2 separate regions of the Canis lupus genome follow, and region 1 is linked to region 2. A link is a contact called in public Hi-C data. All regions are on one chromosome and are shown on one strand. The core of a region is the stretch at or near the end of the contact, and the rest is flanking DNA. Distances in the headings are between cores, read along the strand shown.

Region 1 (3,309 bases), core at 764-3,263, 140 kb before region 2:
GGCAGAGACACAAGCAGAGGGATAAGCAGGCTCCATGCAGAGAGCCTGACGTGGGACTCAATCCAGGGTCTCCAGGATCACGCCCTGGGCTGCAGGCGGCGCTAAACCACTGCGCCACTGGGGCTGCCCAGTCATGAATAAATCTTATGAAAGATGTTCAATATTTCTGTAGCAAATACTTTGTTTTTTTTTTATAAATTTATTTTTTATTGGTGTTCAATTTGCCAACATATAAAATAACACCCAGTGCTCATCCCATCAAGTGCCCCCCTCAGTGCCGTCACCCAGTCACCCCCCCCCCCCACCTCCCCTTCCACCACCCCTAGTTCATTTCCCAGAGTTAGGAGTCTTTCATGTTCTGTCTCCCTTTCTGATATTTCCCACTCATTTTTTCTCCTTTCCCCTTTATTCCCTTTCACTATTTTTTGTATTCCCCAATTGAAAGAGACCATATAATGTTTGTCCTTCTCCGATTGACTTATTTCACTCAGCATAATACCCTCCAGTTCCATCCACGTCGAAGCAAATGGTGGGTATTTGTCGTTTCTAATGGCTGAGGAATATTCCATTGTATACATAGACCACATCTTCTTTATCCATTCATCTTTCGATGGACACCGAGGCTCCTTCCACAGTGTTGCTATTGCTGTAGCAAATACTTTGAACATTACTGAGAGAATTTAAAAAAGGATAAAATAGGGGTGCTTGCGTGGCTCAGTTGGTTGGGCATCTGTCTTCAGCTCTGGTCATGATCTCTGGGTCCTAGGATCAAGACCTCACCACTGAGCATGGAGTTCCCTGCTCAGTGGGGAGTCTGCTTCTCTCACCCACACATTCTCTCTCTCACCATGAATAAATAAAGTCTTAAAAAAAAAAGAACAAAATAAGTGAAGATCTCCACCTTGTTTATGGATTAAAAGATTAAGTATTATTAAGAACTTAATTTGCCCGTTCTTCCTAAACTCACCTACCAATTTAGGGCAGTTCCAGTAAAAATACTAGCTGGTTGCTTTGTGGTAATTGAGAAAATGATTCTGAAATTCATATGGAGATTAAAATAATTTAGAATAACCAAAGCGATTCTGAATACAAACAAAGCTGGAGGACTTAGATTACCTGATTTTGAGACTTACTATAAAGGTACAGTAATTACAATATAATATTGGATGCAAGAATGGGCAAATAGGCTGATGGAATAGCAAAGAGTCAAGAAACTTCCCTGACATATATGGTACCTGGACTCACTCCATGGCAAGTCAGTAAGGAAATAATGTTTTTTTCAATAAGTGATACAGATCAATTAAACATCCGTATGTAACAAAGTAATCTTGACCCCTTCCTCACACCCTATACAATAATAAATTGTCATCCTAAATGTGAAGGTTAAAACAATAAGTGTGATGGTATATCTTGATGTTGGTAGTAGTTATATGAACTTGTGTCCTCTTTGTGGCAGTTTATCTAGCTCTATATTTATGTTTTATACTCTTTTAATCTATGAATTATACTTCACAACAAAATTTATTTAAAAAAACAAAAAGAAGCATCAGAACTATAGATGAAAATGTTCGAGGGATCCCTGGGTGGCGCAGCGGTTTGGCGCCTGCCTTTGGCCCAGGGCGCGATCCTGGAGACCCGGGATCGAATCCCACGTCGGGCTCCCGGTGCATGGAGCCTGCTTCTCCCTCTGCCTGTGTCTCTGCCTCTCTCACTCTCTCTCCGTGACTACCATAAATAAATAAAAATTAAAAAAAAAAAAAAGAAAAAAAAAAGAAAATGTTCGAATTTTACTGTATATGTAAATTACACTTTGATAAGAAGATGGAAGAACAAAGTAAGGCTATTGGGCTGTTGGGAGCTAGCTACCCTGACATAAATCAGCCACCAACCGCAACTTGATGAACCTGTGCATCATAGGAGCTCTGCCCCCATGAACAACTCATCTCACTCCGAGGGCACCATGGGAGGAAGTGGAAAATTCACCAGGCAGGAAGAAGTCAGAAGAGCTATGTGATTAGCATCTGACTCTATGCAGATTCAGTTTCAAGACGTGATGAGTATGTAGAAGACAATGGAAAACCGCACTGCCTCCTGTCCCCAGGTTTTAGGCAGGAAACTTCATGATGAATCACACCCCAAATACCGGTGTGATTGATCTGTTGAATGGACAAGCAGTAAGAAACCAATCTTTTTGTTTCCTAATGTCACCTCCAACCTGCTTTTTGAAATCACCGTATCTTTTCTTGGTGTTTTGGTTTGGGTGTCCCTAGAAGCAGACATGAATTTGAGATCAAGTAATTTTTATGGAGGCAATCCCGTGAGTAGGAGTAGTGAGAAAGTGAGATAGAAAAGTGAACCAGCCAATGAAGAGGGAGTTTTCAGGCCATATAGTGCAGGAAGCTGCGTCCTGACCCTACAGACACCTGCTCCTCATTGGTTGAGGATTGTTTCCAGGCCCTGAGCTCTGTAGCATTTCTAGTTTGCCTTGCTTGAAGTTTGGGTGCCCTCCTCTGCCAGATAGAAGCGCTCAGCCAGAACTTCAGGTATTAGCAATACGTGGCCTCCTTGCCTAGAATTAAGGCCACATGGGGTGGGTATGACTGTGTCTGTTAAAACTACTTAAAATCTGAGGAGGGTTCATATTTTTTCTGGGCCCTTTAGTCACTAGAAAAGAATTTTTAATCAAATAGATCTCATCTGCTCTAATATTTGATATTTTATTGCACTTAAATCCTCTCCCTGACATTAGCTGGGGCCTTACTTAGTCTGAGGACCAACAGGAAAGTGATCTGATTGCTTTTCCTTCCTAATCACTCATTTTCCTCTTTTACTATCTGCCCTTTTCAGTTTCTGCAGAGCTGCAGTGGCAGGGCCGGAGAGGAAGGGGCAGGAGAGGCTTTGCCTAACCTGTTCCTTTGTAATTGCACCCTGGTGTTTTCTCTGCATGCGGCAGATGCCCAGGTACTAGATTATTTTCTCAGGGAGCATTTCAGGGGGATTTGGGAGGGGTCCTACTATTTTGGGATATCTTGCTCCTGCAGTTCCCTTGAAGTGGCTGATGTCTCCTCTTGCCGGCCAACTGATTACCAATGAAAGACTCCCTTCTCTGCTTTCTAATTCATCCCTCTGCTGTCCTTCCATATGGGTCTCTTGGGCAAAGCCTCCCTCGAGAAGACCTGTTAGGGCTCCCTACAGCAAGCCCACCTCTGGCCATTGGGAGATGAGCATCCATCCTTGTCCATCAGGCTCTCTAAGTGCAGGCATTCCCATCATAGAGATAGCTACTTTTTTTTTTTTTTTTTTTTTTCC
Region 2 (3,371 bases), core at 462-2,961:
TCAGAATATTTAGCAAGTTCTCCCTTCTTATTAAAGAAGCGACGATTGTGTCAACTGAAAACACTGGCAGGAAATGAACCAGGAATTGATTGAAGAAGCAAATGGCCAAGAAACCAGAAACATTGTCCAACATCCCATGGGATCCGGAAAATGCACACTAAAACAAGATGCAACTCTTTAACTACCATCTTTGGAAAGTTTGGGTGTGGGGAGATGGCTTATCCATCTGAACATACTGATTCAGCTACTTAGAAAAGCAATCGAGCAGGATGCATAAACAAGTAAATATTAGTAACCTTTGCCTCCCCGATTCTACTTTTTTTGGTTGCTGACATGAGACAAATACTTGTAAATGTACACAAATATAAGGAAATCGATGATTCATATCATAGTTTCTTGACAAAGTGAACAACTGAAGATGACCTAAATGTCCGTCAATGGACACTGCAGGATGACTTAAAAATTGTGGTGTATCTATTCTATGGAAAAGCATGTGGCTCTTAAAAAGAATGAAGTAGACATATATTAAGGTGATCTCTAGAATTTTCACTATTAAAATAAGATAAAATGAAAAATGTAAAATAGCATATACAATATAATCCCATTTATTAAAAAAAAAAAAAAAGCCAAGGCACAAAGTGCTTATTTAGGGAAATAAGCTACACCTATAAATGCACAGAAAAAGATCTGAAAGTTTATGCCGGAAACACTTAATAGGACCCAGGTTAGAAGTGGTGGCGGGGTAGGTGGTAAACAGGATGTTTTTCCCTCTATATAATTTCCATTTTGTTTAAAATTTGCTGAGAAAAAAAAATACAATTTGCTGAGCAAGAATATATAATGTATTTCTTTTCTATTAAACAATAAATTGATCAAAATAGTAATATTATCTCTGACCCATCACTAGAGAACTAGATAGGCTTTCCACCCCCTTCCAGAACAACAAAAAATCGTAGTAAAGATAAAAATCCTGAGCCTGCGCTACATACTTTGGTGGTCAGGAGCCTTTCTCTTTTCTTTACTTCCTTTGGTCAAGATGATGAGGAAAAACCCAGACCCCCAGCCAGAGATAGAAGCAGGGCCCGAGCCGATGATGGAGGCCCGTTCACAGGACAGGTGTTGAGACCACAGCACCCAGCGTTTGAGCAGAAGTCAAGTGTGTTTACTCTGCACGGCCTATTTTCTCAATGTGACCTTTTCTGAAGTGACTCACGAAGGTAGAGGAGGCCTGAGGGAAAGTAGAAAGTTCAGAGGTCATGAGGAGGAGACAACAAATCCCTCTGGCAAGCCTCAGAGAGGAGAGGGCCTCCAGCTGAGCAGCGTTGCAAAACCAGAAAGTCCTGCGTGTGGCGTGGTCGTGAGCTGACCCCAGCCCCTGATTCCCTCATGACCTCTTCCAGCACTTTATTATACCGCAAGCCAGCATTCTTGTAGACCGGGTCTAAAGTCCAGATTTTGTTTTAGGGTCTCAACTTTGGACTCTTTAGAAAGACAGTGAAGCAGCCCCCAGCCAGAAAGAGGGAGGGATGAGAGGGAAAGAGATCAAGACTGACCTGGAACTGAGGTCTCTTTCCCCATCGGCCATGTTTCCACTCTGGGCCCCCCTGGGCCCCCGCCTGGGCCTCAAGTATGGCCTTCGGACCCTGCTTTGGGGCGGCCTGGTTCACGGTGGCTGCTAAGCCCAGAGCAGGAAGTTTGTGAATTGACTCAGGCACACAGAGCTCCGCCCAGGTTGGGAAAAGAGAAGTGAAAGTATCTCTCTTTTGCTGGGCAGATAGGGTTTCCTTCCTGCAGCTCCTCCATGGTTCTCAGGCCCCAAGACTTGTGCCAGCAGGCATAGAGGGCGAGGAGGGACTCCTCAGGGCCTGGAGAGGCCGGGGCCAGTCCCTGGGGTCCACTTGTTGGACACAGAAACATCTGTGTGTCCTCAAGTGCTCCTGCCTTTCTGTCTAAAAGGGCTTCTGAGTGTAATGGGGTGGGCAGTGGGGAGCTTAGTGTTTGTCCCTTCCCCTGGCTGACATGGCTGGGGGGCGAAAGGAGGGAGAGTCGGAAGATTCTTGTCTTCTCCCTTCCTGTGGGAGAGCCTGCACTGGGTAAGGTCCCAGCATGGGAACACGGGGCTGCAGGGAGCCCAAACGCTCAGCATCATATACCTGGGGAAATGTTCTTACTGTTCCTAGAACTCCACTGCAGGTTAAGAGAGAAGTCTGCAAGGCCACAGCCAAGGGGGTGACGTTGGTTAACATCTCCAGCACATGAGTTTAAGGTACCCTGACCCCAGGGATGATGAGACACCCGAAAAGGAGTCCTGGGAATGCTGAGCAGGGCAGGCTTCCTCCCTTGGATGGAGGAGGCTGGAACTGAGAAGACCGGGAAGCAAATGGGCAGGTGAGCCCAGTGGGGAGGGTGACCTCTGCCTCCGAGTCCTGTCTGTCCATGGATTTCTCACTGGGATTCCGAGTGCTCATTCCACAAAGCTTGACTCAATTACACTTGAAACTGCAGGGGAAGGAGGTTTCCACCCTCTTTCCTTAGATATCCTGTCTTTCCCCACAAAGGCGCCAACATCAGCCTGGCGAGGATTCCAGGATGCTGATAAGGACATCCTTACCCATGGGGCGCGGGTCTCTCTGCCCCTCTCTCCCTCCCTCTCATGACTAGAAGGACTAGTAAGCTGAGCCACTGTTGGGCCTCCATGGGATATGTGGCCCAGACAAGGCCCGACACAGATGACACCAGCCTTTTCTAGTGTCCCCTGCCTCTCTCCTTCTCTGTCCCTGGGCAGCAGCCTGAGCCAGGCCACCACCGTGCCAGATGTTGTCATAAACGTGCCAGCTCTTCAGTGGGTCTGCATAGGGTTGCTGAGATAGGCAGCTGGCGGGGTGGGGGCACCCGCGGGTGGCCCTCGTGGGGTTGGCCGTGCCACCTTTGGCTGCTCCTGGCCTGAAGGAGGGTTGGAGCCATTCCTATGGGGCCAGAGGAAGCTGGGCGAGCCCCACCTCTGCAGAAGCTGCTGTGGTTCCTGAGGAATCTGGAGGTCTCTTGAAGAAAGTGAAGTTTCTGTGATCCAGAAAATGCCAGGCCCACCGGCTTAGCAAAGAGAAAGAACCAGCCTGAGAAGTAGATGGAACTCCTGAAAATTCCACTGGCCTGATTTGCAGGAAACAAGGAAGCACCTGGGGCAGTTCTTGCAGCTTCAAGGAATAGTAGTAACACCAGGGTCCACTGTCTCTGTCCTGGAAGGAGCCCAAGTGCTGGACCTGGAGGCCTGGAGGTGGGAGAGGCCACGCTGAGGAGGGACCACCAGGCAAAGGACCCACCAAGGGGACGGGCTCTGTGAGTGTCCCCAGGAGCTGCTTCTGATCAGACTT

Evidence for each region. Hi-C and Micro-C count contacts between places; a contact is called where the count stands out from the background.
Region 1: a contact with region 2 is called in a Hi-C map of blood, with 4 times the contacts expected there. The contact joins the enhancer-like site here to the promoter of SP100 in region 2. A contact is called at or near these places in 5 of 9 Hi-C or Micro-C datasets (amygdala, blood, liver and 1 more).

The regions. Positions count from the first base shown.
Region 1 is chr25:42,857,110-42,860,418 of UU_Cfam_GSD_1.0, reverse strand. All of the region lies in intron 1 of LOC100686622 (nuclear body protein SP140-like protein), which reads left to right. Among named protein-coding and RNA genes, the nearest start is that of CAB39, 43 kb to the left of the region's middle. Within about 2 kb of position 2,013, at least 2 of the 20 cell types and tissues checked have an H3K27ac peak or open chromatin away from gene starts, as enhancers often do. A contact at or near this core is called in blood, where this site is marked.
Region 2 is chr25:42,720,497-42,723,867 of UU_Cfam_GSD_1.0, reverse strand. It overlaps SP100 (nuclear autoantigen Sp-100), which reads right to left and starts at 1,711. Exons shown (of 29, transcript XM_038574098.1): 1 at 1,554-1,711. The coding sequence starts at 1,585.